2 separate regions of the Gossypium hirsutum genome follow, and region 1 is linked to region 2. Evidence: chromatin contacts called from public Hi-C data. All regions are on one chromosome and are shown on one strand. Each heading gives the region's core, a stretch centred on a gene start, on an enhancer-like site or on the middle of the called end of the contact. The rest is flanking DNA. Distances are from core to core; before and after follow the strand shown. Region 1 has its middle 17 kb from the start of LOC107962649. Region 2 holds the start of LOC107962646 (DELLA protein DWARF8-like).

Region 1 (4,992 bases), core at 94-2,593, 260 kb after region 2:
AAACTAACGAACCAACGAACCAATAACTTAATCAATACGACCAGTCGTCCTATTCTAACAACCTTGCTAGTTACTGGATTTAGATAAAAATTATATTAATTTTTTTATTGTGCCGTCCATAGGGATTGTTAGTGAATCATCATTCGATGGCTATTAGGTCCAGTGCCTACGATATACTTAGATGGAATTATCATTTTAGATAATCTTTCGTATTCAAATGTAATAATTAATTACAAATATTTTTATTTAACTTTATTATAAAAATCCATTAATATTAATATTAAAATACTTTATTTTAATATTAAATAAATAATAAATGTGAGTATATAAAACAATTCAAATAAAGAAATAAAACCTTTAGCAAACAAAAAAAAATTGGCCTTTAAAAGATCTAACATCATTATTATATTTCGTCACGTTTCGCGAGCTTAAAATAAGATTATCAATCATATGATCAAAATAATTTTAAGTGGACTGGGTACGATACAATTATATGAGGAGCCCCGAATTTAGTATGGAATATATTGATAACTGAATATAATATTGTTTGTCTGTGTCATTAATCCTTTAAAAATGTAATCGGTTTGTAATGTTTTTTCTATCGAAGAAAATATAAGCATTAACACATTGAGTGGCATTATCAATATTTGTCATAATTTAAATCTTGCTTGTAACCATTATCTGTTGGAGAGTGCATCGCTGTGATCCACACGCTGGAACAGAAGAGAAAGCACTCCTGAGACCAAAAGAAGAAAGCGAAAACACAAGAAAAAGCCTCTTGTTTTGTTTTTTAGAAAAAAAAAGTATAATTACAAAAAAGGAGAAAGAAGGCCATGGAAGTCAGAAATCGAAAATGCTTACTCAATGGAAAGACAAATGAATAATTGAAAAGCTGGGCCTCCACTCTTTTATGTCCTTCGAATCCTGCCATGAATGGATAATGCAGCAGAGCCAGAGCAAGCAATGGAGGAGGATGACTCCTAGCACAAGGAGGCCAAAAATTCATCTCTTCCAAAAGGGATGGTAACTAGCACAAGTACTGTGTGGGAATGCATGGCAATAGGAGGTTTGTTCTTGTTATCAGCATCGCTAAATGGGCCCTGGGACTAATCAAAACCCAGAAACTATTTGGGCAACTTGACATGAATCTGCAAACAACCATAAATATTTGTAGAGTTAAAGCCAGAATGGTATTTGCCCATATCTATCCTTGTTTCTTTCTTGCTCTCTTCACTTGCCCTTAAGTTGTCTAGTCTTATCAGTTAACCTGAGCCCTCGACTGTGTTAGTTTTCGGCTTTATTGATCTGAAAGCATGGTCCATAGCCCTGTCTCATGATTCTATTGTTGGGCCTGTCAAACCAAACAATAAAAGTTAAGGCCTGGCTGTTGAGCTTTGACAAATCATGTATTATTTGTACTTGTACTTATTCATCTTTATTAGGACTAATATTTAATTTTGCCTTTTTTTTATCATTTACATAGGTGGTGAGATTAGCTTTAATGAGATTAAAATAAGTGATAAGATATGTGTTGAATGCAAATGTAATTTTGGAGATGAAATAAAAATATTGTTAATGATATTAAATTATAATGTGTATATATATTAAAAATAAATTATTTATATTTATATTTATGTTAAATAAAAAAAGGTTAAATAATAATTTATAATATTAGAAGTATATTTATATTAAAATTTATTTAAATTATATTATGAAAAATATTTAAATTATTTTTAGGTTAGTAATAATGCAATCAATTAGGAGAATTTTAAAAAAAATGGCTTTTCACCAGAGAACTATTCAAGCCACTAGAGCTTTCAATGGCAATGAGAAATTGATGGTGCAGTGAGATTGCAGTTGTTTCCCAAATATCATTTTTATGCCAGTGCAAAAGCAAAAAAAAGGTATATTGTCCTTGCACTCTATATCACCATGGGTGAGTTTGAATCCAAAGAAAGCCTGGTGGTTAAAGTATTTTTAGTAATGATTTGGTATTTTAAACTATCTAAAAATACCCGTGACCTTTTCCCACCTATCAGAAGGCACCACGTGCCATTAAAAATTTATTTAAGTTTATTATATATAAAAATTAAATTAAATATTGAAAAAATATGTTTAACTTTTTTTTTTGCCGTAATCAAGATATCCACCATTGATAATAGTGACTAATCTCCTTGCCACGAATGCTTTGCAAAGAGGTAAACGATTGGCCATTAAATGTATTTTATTCCCATGGGCGGAGATCGGACCCCAACCACATGGTTAAGGGATGAGGTGAGCAATCACCACTCTCTCATGATTATCTTTACTCCTCCTTCTTTCAATCTAAAATCTAGCTAACTTTTGTCATCTCCAGCCACCATCTGTCTCCTCTAACAACCATATGTTACTGCCAGCCAACAAGCACCAACCCGAAACACCTCTAAGTTTCATCAATAGATTCCTCTCAAGCCTTCTTTCTTTATTTACTAATGATATTTTTTTTTCTAAAAACCAATGATTAAGTCTAGATCTACCAAATGGTTTAGAGAAAAACCCTTTAAAAACCCTTCATCAATCGCTCATTGCTTCTAGATTTTTAAGTATGTTTTACTACTGAAAAAAAACCATTTCTTCCATGCACCATCTCAACAAATCTTCAAAAGCCATGGGAAATTTGAATGGGTTTTCCTAGATACTCTTTGAGTTGAAGATTCTCTTCAGTTAATTTTGAATTCAAGTCACATTCTTGTTCCCATTTCCTAGCATAGTCTTATAGGTCTTTAGAAACTCCTTCTTCTCATCACTATCTTAGTCATCATTAGTTTCAACCTCTAAATTAGATACCACACTAAAAGTAAAAGCAACATAAAATTGTTCACCTGGTTCCCATCAGATTCAGAATTGCTAAAAGTGTCTTCATCACTCTATGTAGCACATAAAACCTTATTTTTCTTCTTAAGAGTGTCGAAACACTTAGCCTGAATATGACCATAACCAAGGCATTCATGACACTAAATGTCCTTATTCTTTTCTTTATCAATCTCTTCCTTAATAGCAACTCTTTTAATTCTTGGTCTTAGGAGTGTTCTTTGATGCCTCAAACTTTTTGAATCTCCTAACTTGCTTATTAAAGGCCTTATTAAAATTTTGAATAAGTAGGACAAGCTGTTCTTGAAGTTATTTTATGGCAATGCTATTGGGAATAGACATATCATCAGACACTTAGAAAGCAATGTTTGTTTCTCCCTTAGATCTATTCTTCATTGACTCATCTAGGTTCATCTCAAAAGTTTGTAAGGAACCAATTAAATCATCAATTTTCAAGCTTTCTAGACATTTTGCCTCCTTTATTACAATAACCTTTTAGGTAGAGACCTTAGAACCTTTCTCACAAGTTTAGATTTTGAATATTCTTCTCCAAGGGTTAATGCTTGGTTAGACAGATCACACAATTTAGTATAAAATTCACTAATAACTTTACAGCCCTACATTCTTAGAGTCTTAAACTTAGTGGCTACCATTTGCATCTTGGATTGCTTGATAATATTTGTTCCCTCGTAAATAATTTGAAGGATTTCCCATCCTTCTCTTGCAATAATGCACTTGAAAATACGTTTGAATTATTCCATATGAATACAAAAAAAATGGCATAGAAGGCTTTTGAATTTGCATTGGCAACTCTCTCTTCCTCAGTTGTGCACTAAACTTCAGGTTTAGGAACCTTTCCAACTTTAGAGTCGATAGTAAGCTTTCCAACTAGTGAGAATAGAACATCATGCCCTCTCATCAACAAACTTGATATAAGCCTTCATCATAGCCTTCTAGTAAGGATAATCACCACTCTCAAGCATAGGGAGACAAATAACTGAAGATCTTTCTATTGTTAGCAAACAACACCAGTAATCACCATTAGATACATTAAGTGTTAAACTCTAATACTAATTATTTCTACCTACAGTTGATGTTTACTGAATAACAAAACAATTAATTAAAGTGTTTAACTACAGTGGGCACTATGGCTTTTTACAAACTGTGCAAACAAAAACACAAAAGACACCAAAGTTTGTTTATGTAACAGCTCGATCTTCAGTGGTATAAAAAATGGTAGTTTCAGAATCCCGTTTTCAATGTACAAGTAAATATTTATTGTATGATTAAAGGTAGTTGCTCCAGCAACAAATGTGGCATCTTATAGCTCAGACCCAGCGATTGGGTCAGGCAAGGGGTGTTATAATTTACGTATTTCAATTTCCCTATGTTTGCAGAGTCTAACTTAGTGAGTAATTCCACTATATTTATCCCACAATACCACAAGTGAATTACACTCTATTACTCCCCAAGTATAGAGATCTCACATTTGTACCTAAAGGCTAGGACACTCACCTCCAAATCCTCCCTCTGAGAACTTGAGCAATAAACGCACAAGGTTTACAAATTATTTTGCCTTCTGACAAAAATATATTCTCAAAGAATCAATAAAAGTGATCTCAATATGCTCTCAGAACCTAGACAAGCCTCGTAGCATATATCAATCTTCAGCTTACTAACATAGAATCTAAATGAATACAAAGCAACTCCTTGAAAATAGCAATTGCAATCAAACAAAAAAATCATTAACCTAATGAAGATATGGCCTTCCAAACTCAGCATTGCAATCCCGATCAAATCTCCACAGAATAACGGTTATATTTATTCATTTGAATCCAATCCAATCTTTACTAGCCACAGATTGATTTCCATAGATATACTCTAGTATCTTCAAAATATTTGCACAATAACTAGTCCAAAGATTTTGTTGCATAAAATTGCCAACACAAATACGGAAAGTATCTTTACTACCTCAGTGGTAGTTTGTAGTGAACACTGCCAAATGCCACTCAACACAAAATCACAAAACTTGCCTCAGTAATATTAATTAAAATTAATTTTTACCACTATAAATAACATTTAACATTTAAGAATTTTCAAACAATAGCATCTACAAAAAAATCAACATTATTCATGCAACTC
Region 2 (5,259 bases), core at 1,012-3,511:
TGATTTTGAATTTCAACTTTGAGAACTCATCCACCATCACAAGGTCTACCGTGTAAGAAATAATAAGCAGTTGAAATGGTTTCAAAAGATTAAGATGGATTGTTCCTCCATCATTGATGAATGGGACGACCTGTTGCTAGAACTCGTGAAAAGTGTCGAAGAAACTAGCACGATGTTGCGTCCTCAAGAGAATTGATTTTTCAAAGAAGTATAGTATAATGCACACTTTTAACTTTTCATCTGAAATATTATGACATCTTTGTTAACATCTTACTAAGTATTTCTTTATATTTTGAGTCGAATGGCGACTCTCCTTTTCTCAAAGTAGTTAAAATTGCTTCTGCTTTAGATTTAGAACAGGTTCAAATCTCCTGCTTTGTGTTTATTTTTTAAAGTAGTTTTTTATGGACCTAGAAATGGGAAGATTTTTGAAGTTATCTTTTGTTTGGATATTGTTCTTCCTATATTGAAGCTGAAGAGTTAAGGATTTGAATATAATTGAATTTTTCTTTTTCTTCTTTGAATCGTTTAAATGTGAATGCTGCAATTTTATTTTTAATTTATTTTTTGTGGTTTAGGGCAAAAAAACAACAAGAAATTTAGAGTTAAAAGTTATTGTGATCTAAACATTATCATTATTAAATTATTTTTTTTACTCTCCCTCAAAGAAATAATCTATCTTCTTCAACAAAAGAAGGTCCTAACTAGTGTCAATATTTTCTTCAATTCCACTATTCTTGCTCTTAGCGCTAGATCAGAACTCAACACCCCCGATTTTGTCATCTGATTCTTTTTGTTGTTAAACTATTGGCATCTCTCTCGCTTAAATCCTTTCTGTTTCCTTTTAATTTTTCTATTAGTTTTTAGAGTTATTTTTTGAATAAGTTGGCTTTTAGTTGAGATTTAATCCCAACCAACTTGGCATGATACATAAAATTGCAAGCCCTAGTAAGTTGGCAACCCAATGTATCTGGCAATGATAGGAAGTTATTTTCAAATTTTGCTTTTTCCTACTATTTAAATTCTAGTTTCGCCTCAAACTTCTGGTTTCTTCAAAGCTCATTTCCAAAAAGCCCTGCTAAATATTTTCAATTTCTAGTTTCACAAAAATTGTTTTTAAACTCGGGATTAATCATTTACATTATTTAAAAAAATAGGTTGAGCCTTGTGATTAATGTCAAAATTCTTTTGGTTATTATTTAATTAAAAACTGAATCCGTTTTGAAAAAAATGGATCGAGCTTCGAGATTGCCTTCTAAAATTTTCAATTCTGTTTTCTTTTATCAAAAATCAAATTTATTTTTCAAGACATAGGTTGTACCTTGAGATTGTTGTTGAGGTGCTTTCAATTGTTGTTTTTATCAAAAATTATATCCATTTTTAAGAAATGAGCCGAGCCTTGGGAGTTAGGATTATTGTTGAGGTTTTTTTTTTCAATTGTCATTTTATCAAAAATTGAATTTGTTTTCAAAAAAAAGGTTGAGCCTTGAGATTGCTGTTGAAGTCCTTCTAATTATCAATTTATAAAAGAATCGAATTTCCTTTCAAAAAATGGGTTGAGCCTTAAGATTGTCATTGAAATCCTTTTAGTTGTCATTTTATGAAAAATCAAATATGTTTTCTAAAAAAAGGTCAAGCCTTAGTGTCATCGTCGAGGTGTATTTAGTTTTTGTTATATTAAAGTTGAATCCATTTTCATGAAATGAATCAAGTCGTAGGAATTTTCATCAAGATAGACAAGATCATGATCTCGGGCAAAATAGTTACATTTCATCTTTGCATTGTTTCTGATTTTTAGCAACATTGTAACCACATTTTGTGGTACATTAGATAAATTACATGATGTTTTGAATGATATTTTGGAGATATTTTGAGGACTAAGAATAATTTGAATCTGTATGTTTTTGGAGATATTTTAGACTTAGATTTTGATTTCCCTACACCTAGGTATAGACACATACATGCATCTGTACAACTCAAATAGAATGAATAAAAATGAACAATAACCAAGAGAAGTACCGACACGGTACACACATTTTAACTCTATTTTGCTTAATTTATGTTGGTTTTGCACTCAAAGATACTCGAACTGTACAGTAAGTTTAGGTGTGTAAAAGATATGTGCAAGATGAGTAATGTATTTGGTCTAAGTCTAAATTGAGATTGGAGGAAAAAAGTGTTGCAAAAGTGCCTTCTCCTCTCCATCAACCATCTCTTTCAATTCAATCCATGTTTTTAGCATCTACAAATATAAACGATTCGACCAAGTTTTTGCAATTTAATTTTATATATTTGAAAATTTTTACTCAATTTCTATCCCACTCATGATTGTGTATTGGTGTTTTTTAATGAAAAATGAGGAAAGAGAAAGTATCTAAAAAGATGGATACACAGCTCATTTCGTCTACTCTCTCACTTTCTCTTTTCCATCCATTTCTTACTCACTCTGTCTCTCCCAACTTTGGGCCATGCTAGATCTGCCCCTTCTTTCAATATTTGAAAACCAAGAAACTAATTTTAATTTGAATCATGTTGCGGTACGACTCCACCTCGTCATCAGCGGGAAGTAGCAGTGGCAGCTTATCATCCTCCTCCTCCTCGTCCAAGCCACCGCAGCAAGATATTGATGGACTACTCGCCGGTGCTGGTTATAAAGTCCGGTCGTCGGAGTTACGACAAGTAGCTCAACGACTGGAACGACTCGAAACCGCCATGGGTAATTCGCCTGCAGATTTCTCTCAACTTGCCTCCGATGCTATACTCTATAACCCTTCTGATCTGGCCTGCTGGGTCGACTCGCTGCTAACTGAGTTCGCTGAGCCTCCTCCCACTTGCTCCTCCGACTTCATCGTGGATCCCGTAAACAATCAAACGGTGGTAAACAGCGCGTGGACCACCGCCGAACCTCATACACCGCAGGTGCACCAGAATATTACTTATGACGAGCAACAGAGTTTGGATAATCAGTTGACGGTTGTCACGGCCATGGAAGAAGATTCGGGTATAAGGCTGGTCCACATGTTGATGACTTGTGCTGAGTGCGTCCAAAGTGGAGACCTCTCATTGGCTACTTCATTGATCGGCGACATGCAAGGGTTACTGACTCATGTCAACACCGTTTGCGGTATCGGTAAAGTTGCCGGACATTTTATCGACGCTTTAAGCCGCCGTATTTTCCAAGGAATGGGCGGTGGCTCTGTCAACGGTGGCTCGGCTTTTGAGAACGAGATTTTGCATCATCATTTTTACGAAGCTTGTCCATACTTGAAATTCGCTCACTTCACGGCCAATCAGGCGATCCTCGAAGCTTTCGACGGTCACGATTGCGTACACGTGGTGGATTTCAATTTGATGCACGGCCTACAATGGCCAGCTTTGATACAAGCCCTGGCTTTACGTCCTGGCGGACCTCCTTTGCTCCGTTTGACTGGCATTGGACCGCCATCACCAGATGGCCGTGACTCACTTCGCGAGATCGGTTTACGACTCGCTGAGTTGGCTCGGTCCGTCAACGTCCGCTTTGCCTTCCGTGGAGTCGCGGCTTCCAGGCTGGAAGACGTTAAGCCTTGGATGCTTCAGGTGAATCCAAAAGAAGCGGTGGCAGTTAACTCCATCATGCAGCTTCACCGTTTACTCGGATCCGAACAGACCCGGAATTCTCCTATCGACACCGTGTTGAGCTGGATCCGGGGCTTAAACCCGAAAATTATGACAGTGGTGGAACAAGAAGCAAACCACAATCAACCAGGTTTTCTGGACCGGTTCACAGAGGCTCTTTATTATTATTCAACGATGTTCGATTCTTTAGAAGCTTGCAGGGTTCAGCCGGAAAAAGCTTTAGCCGAGATATACATTCAGAGGGAAATAGGGAACGTAGTGAGCTGTGAAGGGTCGGCTCGAGTAGAAAGGCACGAGCCATTGGCTAAATGGAGGAGACGGCTGAGTGGAGCCGGGTTTAGGGCATTGCATTTGGGGTCCAACGCGTTTAAACAGGCTAGCATGTTACTCACATTGTTCTCGGCGGAAGGGTATTCAGTGGAAGAAAATGAAGGGTGTTTGAGTCTTGGTTGGCATAGCCGCCCTCTCATCGCGGCTTCGGCTTGGCAAGCCGTGCCAGCGTGGGATAATCATATGTCATCTTCATAGTAGGGGCAGGGTAATAGTAACTAAGATCTTGCTGTAAATCCAGAGTAATTTGGTTATTTTTTGAAATTCTATCTTTTTTACCTTTCAATGCATTTCACCAAACTATTTTCTATAAAATTTTACTTCAGGAGAATCTGTTCGTAGCTATTTAGGAATCATTTTTCTCAATCTATCTTTAAATTGGGTAATGCAAGTAGTAGCAATGTATTCGGTTTCGGTTGCATTATTTTAGTAATATATCAGAATAATTATTTTTTTCGATCTAAATTTTGAACCGTATCTCAGTGAATAATGTTCAAAATAAATAAAATTATTTTTTACCTATAAAATTTTTTATTATTCAAATTTAAAAAATTAGCTTTAAAAATTATAGTAGAAAATTAATAAATAATGAAAAAGTAAAGAATTTATATAAAAAAATTTATAAAAAATTCTAAAAACTTCGTTAACACAACTTTATGTGCTTTTTTTATATTAAATTTTCATTTTATATATTTAATATAGAACGATTTTATTGTAGATTTTTTAAAAAATAATATTGCGGCAATTTTTTCTTTTAATTTGTGGGAATTTTTTTTTTTGCTTGTTTACTTTACACTTGATAAAATTTTATTTATGAAATTTATTAATTAATATTTTATATAATCAATTAATATTTTTATATTTAAAATTATTTAATTTGATTAATTTAATATATTTAAATATTTTATATATTAAATATTTTTTAAAAACACTGATAAATCTAAAATGACACATCAAAATAAACTCATCCCAGTATGTACCAATTTCAATAAAAATAATAATGTGACCACTTATGCCATACTACTTACCATATGTAGAAATTAAGTTAGAAATTGTGTTATTAGATATCAAGATTTTTTTTTAAAATAAAACTTAATCAAGCTAAGATTTTATATTGAAATGGATTGAATTTATTTATTTTTTGGCTTTAAAGAGGGATTAAAAATATATTTTTATTTAACAGAAGTTTTAAAAATAAAATCAAACTACTAACATTTAAAAGGGATTAAAAATATAGCAATGACATTAACTAAAGGCCTAAGGCATACCTTTGATTATGCTTTGAATGCAAATAATAAAATTTAAACCATT

What was found. A called contact is a pair of places that touch in the nucleus more often than the background predicts.
Region 1: a Hi-C map of leaf shows a contact between it and region 2, with 3 times the contacts expected there. The contact joins the enhancer-like site here to the promoter of LOC107962646 in region 2. A contact is called at or near these places in 7 of 34 Hi-C or Micro-C datasets (anther, callus and leaf).

The regions. Positions count from the first base shown.
Region 1 is chrA06:11,728,443-11,733,434 of Gossypium_hirsutum_v2.1, forward strand. No RefSeq gene overlaps it. Among protein-coding and RNA genes, the nearest start is that of LOC107962649, 17 kb to the right of the region's middle. Within about 2 kb of position 1,344, at least 4 of the 9 cell types and tissues checked have an H3K27ac peak or open chromatin away from gene starts, as enhancers often do. A contact at or near this core is called in leaf, where this site is marked.
Region 2 is chrA06:11,466,064-11,471,322 of Gossypium_hirsutum_v2.1, forward strand. LOC107962646 (DELLA protein DWARF8-like) reads left to right here and starts at 2,262. Exons shown (of 1, transcript NM_001327732.2): 1 at 2,262-4,263. The coding sequence starts at 2,530. The coding sequence ends at 4,146.